2 separate regions of the Danio rerio genome follow, and region 2 is linked to region 1. A link is a contact called in public Micro-C data. All regions are on one chromosome and are shown on one strand. The core of a region is the stretch at or near the end of the contact, and the rest is flanking DNA. Distances in the headings are between cores, read along the strand shown. Region 1 holds the start of kif26ba (kinesin family member 26Ba). Region 2 holds the start of smyd3 (SET and MYND domain containing 3).

Region 1 (2,952 bases), core at 272-2,771:
AGCTCTTAAGAAGCTTTGTATTGCGAGTTCAGAGATTTTGTTTTATATGTGTGAGCAGTAGGTGGTGCTATTTACCCATGCTTAAATGTCCCTTCAAATTCCTACTAAACACAAATAACAACTAAATTCTGTGCACATTCCTGTGCAAAACAACGTGTGATCACTTAAGAAACAATGACAATTATTGCTAAATGCAAATGTTTTTTTCTTCTTCAATATTTCAACATCTCAATTTGCATCTTTGCTGTGTATAGCTTGACACTTTTAACTTATTCAATATCACTATGCTGTTTAAAAAATATTACGAATATTTTGCAATAGTTGATTTGGCTCACCTTTTAATATTCTGATATCATTATGTTGTTGTTGTTGTTTATTTTTACATCAATTGACTTAACAAAAGAATTAATTTTACCAAATTATTTAATAAAAAATGTATGTTAAATATTTTTGCACTGTAATTGTTTTATTTTTAGTGCTGTAAAATGTTTTGCTATACATTATTAATCGATGAATTACTGATATAATTGATCATTTTTTTATATATGGCTGTATTGAACTTAAATGAATTTCTATAAGGGACTAAGCTGTAGGAAAATGAAATAATAAATGATAAAAACATTAATTTAATTAAAACATTCATTAAACTACATTTGTAAATGTATTTTATTTTATGTTGTACAATAAAAAAATGCATTTGCTTTAAAAAAATATGTTATATATTAAATTATTTTTTTTAAGTTAATTATAATTGTTAGTCTCTTTTATAAAGCTGTGGTGTGAGCATGTGTGAGCAGTAAGTGGTGCTATTTACCCATGCTTAAATGTCCCTTCATATTCCTACTACACATGCATAACAACTAAATTCTGGCAAGTTAATTAATTCCTGTGCAAAACAACATGTGGTCACTTAAGTAACACTGACAGATACTGCTAAGTACAAATGTTTTTTTCTTCTTCTTCAGTATTTCAACATCTCAAATTGCATCTTTGCTGTGTAGCTTGACACTTTTTTTTTTTTTAAATTCAGTAATACTAGGTTGTTTAAAAAATATTAAGAAGATTTTTACAATAATTTATTTGGCTTACATTTTAATATTTTAGTTCATATTATATTATATAATAGTATATTATTTTTTAATCATCAATTGGCTTAGCAAAAGCATTCATTAAGTTCACCACTATTTTTTTATAAAAAAAATATGTTGCATATTTTTGTACTATAATTGGTTTATTTTTTATACTGTATTGTTTTTATTTTAACGCTAATAATTGATGAATTATTTATATAATTTCTTAGTTTTCAATACAAGGCTTTATTGAACTGAAATTGACTTTCTATAATGAATTTTGACCTCAAATCGGTCGTTTTAGATATCATTTATTTTACCGTGTGGGAAACAACGCTCTCCCACATGTCAGTCAGCAGACCCCAGGCATTTAATTGGCTGCGGGCTGCTGAGGAGGCGTGGCCGTTTCACCCAGAGACAGATGTGTGCGCTCCTCTGGAGTGAGAGCAGCGCAGAGATCAGATCAGCAGAGCCTGATCTACTGTCAGCCTGTGCCTCACACAACTCCATATGAATAGAAAAATGCGTCTGTGCTGGGATGCTGTAAAATCTAAAGCGCTGCGCATGGATCCAGCATTTCAGAGAGCATAAGTAAGGACTGGATTTATCCTGCTGAACATTTTCAGATTGGACAACAGTTTGTTCTGCAAATGCCACTGTGGAAGATGGATAAATTTCAGCATGGTACTAGTCGCTGAGAGTGGACTTTAGAGGGGCTACTGAACTGACCTGAGACAGATTTTTTGGATCTTTTTGTTGTGGATGTAACATTTTTTCAATCCCTTTTCGTTTGGCTTTATCATGACCTCTCTAACAGGAAATAAAGACAGATCTGGGACCAGGAGTAGAAAGCATGGGGTAAGATTGCATTATTATTATTATTATTATTTGTAGAAGTCATATATTGGTAGGGTATATGAATATCATGTGCTGATTACCTTTAAGTGTGGAATAACTAAAACAACAAACTATTGTCAATGTCAAGTGCATAATGCGGTTTATTGAACCATGTTGCGCACTTATTTTCACATGCATCCCATGCAATAAAATTACTATTTATTTTCTCTATAGACGACCGATTCATCCCCTACAAAATCAGCATCATTTTCTCCTGAAACCTGGTACCGAAAGGCTTATGAGGAGTCCCGGAGTGCCAGCCGCCCGGTGCCTGAAGGTGCCGGGTCTATGCCCGGGTCCTCTGGAACCCCTTCTCCCGGATCAGGAATATCATCCCCAGGCTCTTTCTCCGGCTCACCTGTTACTGTATCCCCTGGAATCAGCACCGGATCGCCGGGTTCCTTAGGAGGATCTCCAGGATTCGGCACCGGTTCTCCAGCCTCGGGTAGCGGGAGCTCACCTGGCTCTGACCGGGGGATCTGGTGTGAGAACTGCAATGCTCGGCTGGTGGAGCTGAAGAGGCAGGCGTTAAAACTACTCATTCCCGGACCCTACTCTAGCAAGGTAAGCTGACATATATCTGACCCCCTTAAGTATATCCCGATATCAGTTTTGACCTGCTTTTTGAAATGCATCATGCATGCAGTCAGATGATGAATGAACTCCAGTGTTGCGGTGCGTAATTTTGGATACGCAGCGTTAATGGCTTATTAAACTTGGACATACAGGATTTCATGGCAAAATACAATGCAACTTCAATAAATAAAATGTACTAGAGAATGAAAATGCCATGGACTGTTCCATTGAAAGCGCACAGAAGTGTTGCACACGAGGGGTGGAGTGCTGAACCTTTGTAACACACTGCAGCATGTTGCAGATCCTCTGTTATTCCAGTGCGCCTCCGCGTGTCTGAGATCATTGGTGAGACTGGCCAAATGGGGTGAATTAATTGCTGACTAAAAGTGTCTTCCCTTTGATTCAAGGA
Region 2 (2,952 bases), core at 247-2,746, 550 kb after region 1:
AAATAGAAAGTGGGGAAAAAATTAACAGAAGGTCTAATAATTCTGACTTTAACTGTATATATAGTGTAATGTTATATTACTATTAAAATATATAGAGAGGACATTAGCAGTAGATTATGAAAAATGTAATGTAACAATGTTTAGCAATATTTTAGCAATTTGATCAACTAAAAAGAATAAAAACAATAAAAAATACACATAATGTGTAATGTAAATTTAACAAACTAATTACGGAAATGTATAAATAAATAAATAAAAAATAAATAATATAGTAGTTTATTGACTATGAAAAACATAATATTGTAGCAAAACGCTCAAATCATTTTAGCCCAAAATATTGTGCAAAAATAAAAACAATCGAAACAAAATAAATACATATTAGAGTAATGTTAAAAAAAAAATAAGAATGCGTATAAATGAATAAATATAGTAGTATATTGATTACGAAAAATATAAAATTGTAACTAAATATTTTTTTAAAATGTTAGCCGGTTGAAAAAAAACAAAGCAAAATACGTTCAAAAACATGTTAGAATTGTATAGTGTAAGGTGGGTGTGTGTGTTATATATGTATTATATAGTGTAATGTTATATTACTATTAAGATATATAGACAGTATATTAATATTAGATTATGAAAAACATAATATAATGTAAAACGTTTAGCAACAATTTAGTGAGTCAAATTTTTGCTAAAATAAAAACAATTGAAACAAATAATGCATAAAGTAATGTAAATAAAAATCATTACGTAATTTGTAAATAAATAAATAAAAAATGGTAGTATATTGATCATGAAAAACTTATTTTAAGTAAAAATAATTTAACAAAACGTAAAAAAAAACATGTTAGCCTGTAATATTGTGCAAAAGTAAAAACAATTGAAACTCAATAAATACATATTAGAATAATTCAAAATAAAAAATGATTTGTAAATAAATAAATATTGTAGTATATTCATTATAAAAAAGGAATATTGTAACAAAACGTTAAATAAAATAGAAATTTACTAAATAAAAATACTTAATAGCAAAGCACAATCAAAAATGTGTTAGAATTGTATATTGTGGTCAACACATTGAAAAGTGTCCATATTAATGCATTCATATACGTACAGTGCAGTATATGCCTAACTTTTCTGAGCACCAAACACATTTAGACATTGACAAACCTGAGAATAAATCATTGACCGGCTGTAACTTAAAGTATAAATTGTATTCTAGCGATTTTTTTCTAACAAAACAAAAATTCAGAGCATAAAAATGTGGTCTTCTTACCTCTTGAGGCAACTTTGACAGGCAGTTTTCAGGAAATCTCTTGCTACGCAGAACGCAAACGGCTTGCATGAATAAATCACCTCACCGGGTTTAATTTCACGCAGAGCACGCAAACCATTGCCTTTACCTTCACTTATAAACCTCTCCATAATCACAGCCTCCATCATTTCATAAAAATATCATCTGCAGTGACCGTCCATGTGTTTGTTCACGGTACATATGAACGCTCTGTTTGTATTTATGACAGTCAACTTTACGCGCCATTACGCAGCTTCTTTAAAACAATCTCATGCTCAAAAAAAGAATGTTTTCACTGAACAACTTGGTTTATTAAGATGGCGTCTACATATATATGAGCGTTTCGTGACAAAATGAATCATAATTGCACCTGTAAATCAAATAAAACAATGATAACATATTTCAAAATGCGTATAAATGACGCAGTTTTGATTTGCATGAAGATGTTTAGACGTCGCGGAGACATGACGTAGATTGTGCGCCTCACCAATGGGATTGCGCAAACTGCAGGTCAACAGCACGCGGAGCTCAATGTCACGGACTCGCGTGTTACGCAGCTTCAATGTGCTACATTAATGTAGATCCCGCGGACAAAAACTGCATCATTTGAGGTTAGTTTGGGTTAAAATAGTGTAAATGTGTAGTCAGCAGTCAGCCATGTCAAATGTTTATTTGAGCAGAGGAGCCTAATAGTTACGTATTCTGCTAACTGTAATGGTGTATCGTCTGATGTAGACAGGATTATAGTCATATCAAGGTTTAAGATGATGTTCAGTGTCGTCAAAAATGTGCTCATCACATTTATGTGCAATAATATAAGATATTAATGTTGAAATGTTACTTGGAGAGAACTTTGGAAATTTTTGTTAAATAATGATGCATAACAGAGTTCCCACAGTCATTTACACCCAGGGAATGTATAATATATATATTTAGTGTTCAGTTATAGAATATTTTATCTGCGGGATACTGTTTTTTTTTTGTAATTGCAGTTTTTATAAACTATAATTTAAGTACATTTTAATCCTTATGTACTGTTGAGGATGTTTTCATCCACTCTATGGCCATAACTTTCTGTTTTGGCTAGTAAAATGATTTTTGGTGACATCTTGTTTTGAGAAAATGCTTTTAATTATTTATTTATTTTTAAATAAGCATTGTACTCTGGGCAAATTTAGTACACAATTACATTTTATATTAGAAATAAGTAATTTTGTCTGTTTTTTTTTCACCAGATCAGTGACGTCATTTATGAATTTGGCAAGAAGAGTTAAAATCCTGTAATATTCTAAGCAATATAGTGGTGGGCTTGATCAGGACTGAGGTTTATTAACAGATTTATGCAAAAAAAAAAAAAAAAATCCCAAACATAACAAAAGGGTAGTAAATTCAATTTGGATAAAGAAGGCGTGTATATATTTGTTAGGTTGACAATTTTAAATAAATTAATTTTATATATGTAATATAAATACTACTGAGCGAAATTAAAACTACAAAGTTAGACATCTTAGACTTTTTTTTTTTAGAGGACATATATAATATTACAGATTAATTGAAGAGATGTTACTGTGAACTTTTTAGGGCTCAAAAAAATGAAAATATGATGTTAAGCAGGGGCCACAAAACTTTAAAGAGGGAAACGGTTCGTCATTGAAAAT

The links. A called contact is a pair of places that touch in the nucleus more often than the background predicts.
Region 2: a Micro-C map of caudal fin shows a contact between it and region 1, with 18 times the contacts expected there. The contact joins the promoter of smyd3 here to the promoter of kif26ba in region 1. A contact is called at or near these places in 6 of 18 Hi-C or Micro-C datasets (caudal fin, embryo, hematopoietic stem cells and 1 more) and 2 of 4 datasets of contacts at active chromatin or transcription factors (caudal fin and embryo).

Annotation. Positions count from the first base shown.
Region 1 is chr17:12,703,213-12,706,164 of GRCz12tu, forward strand. It overlaps kif26ba (kinesin family member 26Ba), which reads left to right and starts at 1,522. Exons shown (of 15, transcript XM_692940.11): 1 at 1,522-1,928; 2 at 2,142-2,531. The coding sequence starts at 1,872.
Region 2 is chr17:13,257,874-13,260,825 of GRCz12tu, forward strand. It overlaps smyd3 (SET and MYND domain containing 3), which reads right to left and starts at 1,497. Exons shown (of 12, transcript NM_001423732.1): 1 at 1,277-1,497. The coding sequence starts at 1,440. It overlaps tfb2m (transcription factor B2, mitochondrial), which reads left to right and starts at 1,794. Exons shown (of 9, transcript NM_001113617.2): 1 at 1,794-1,905.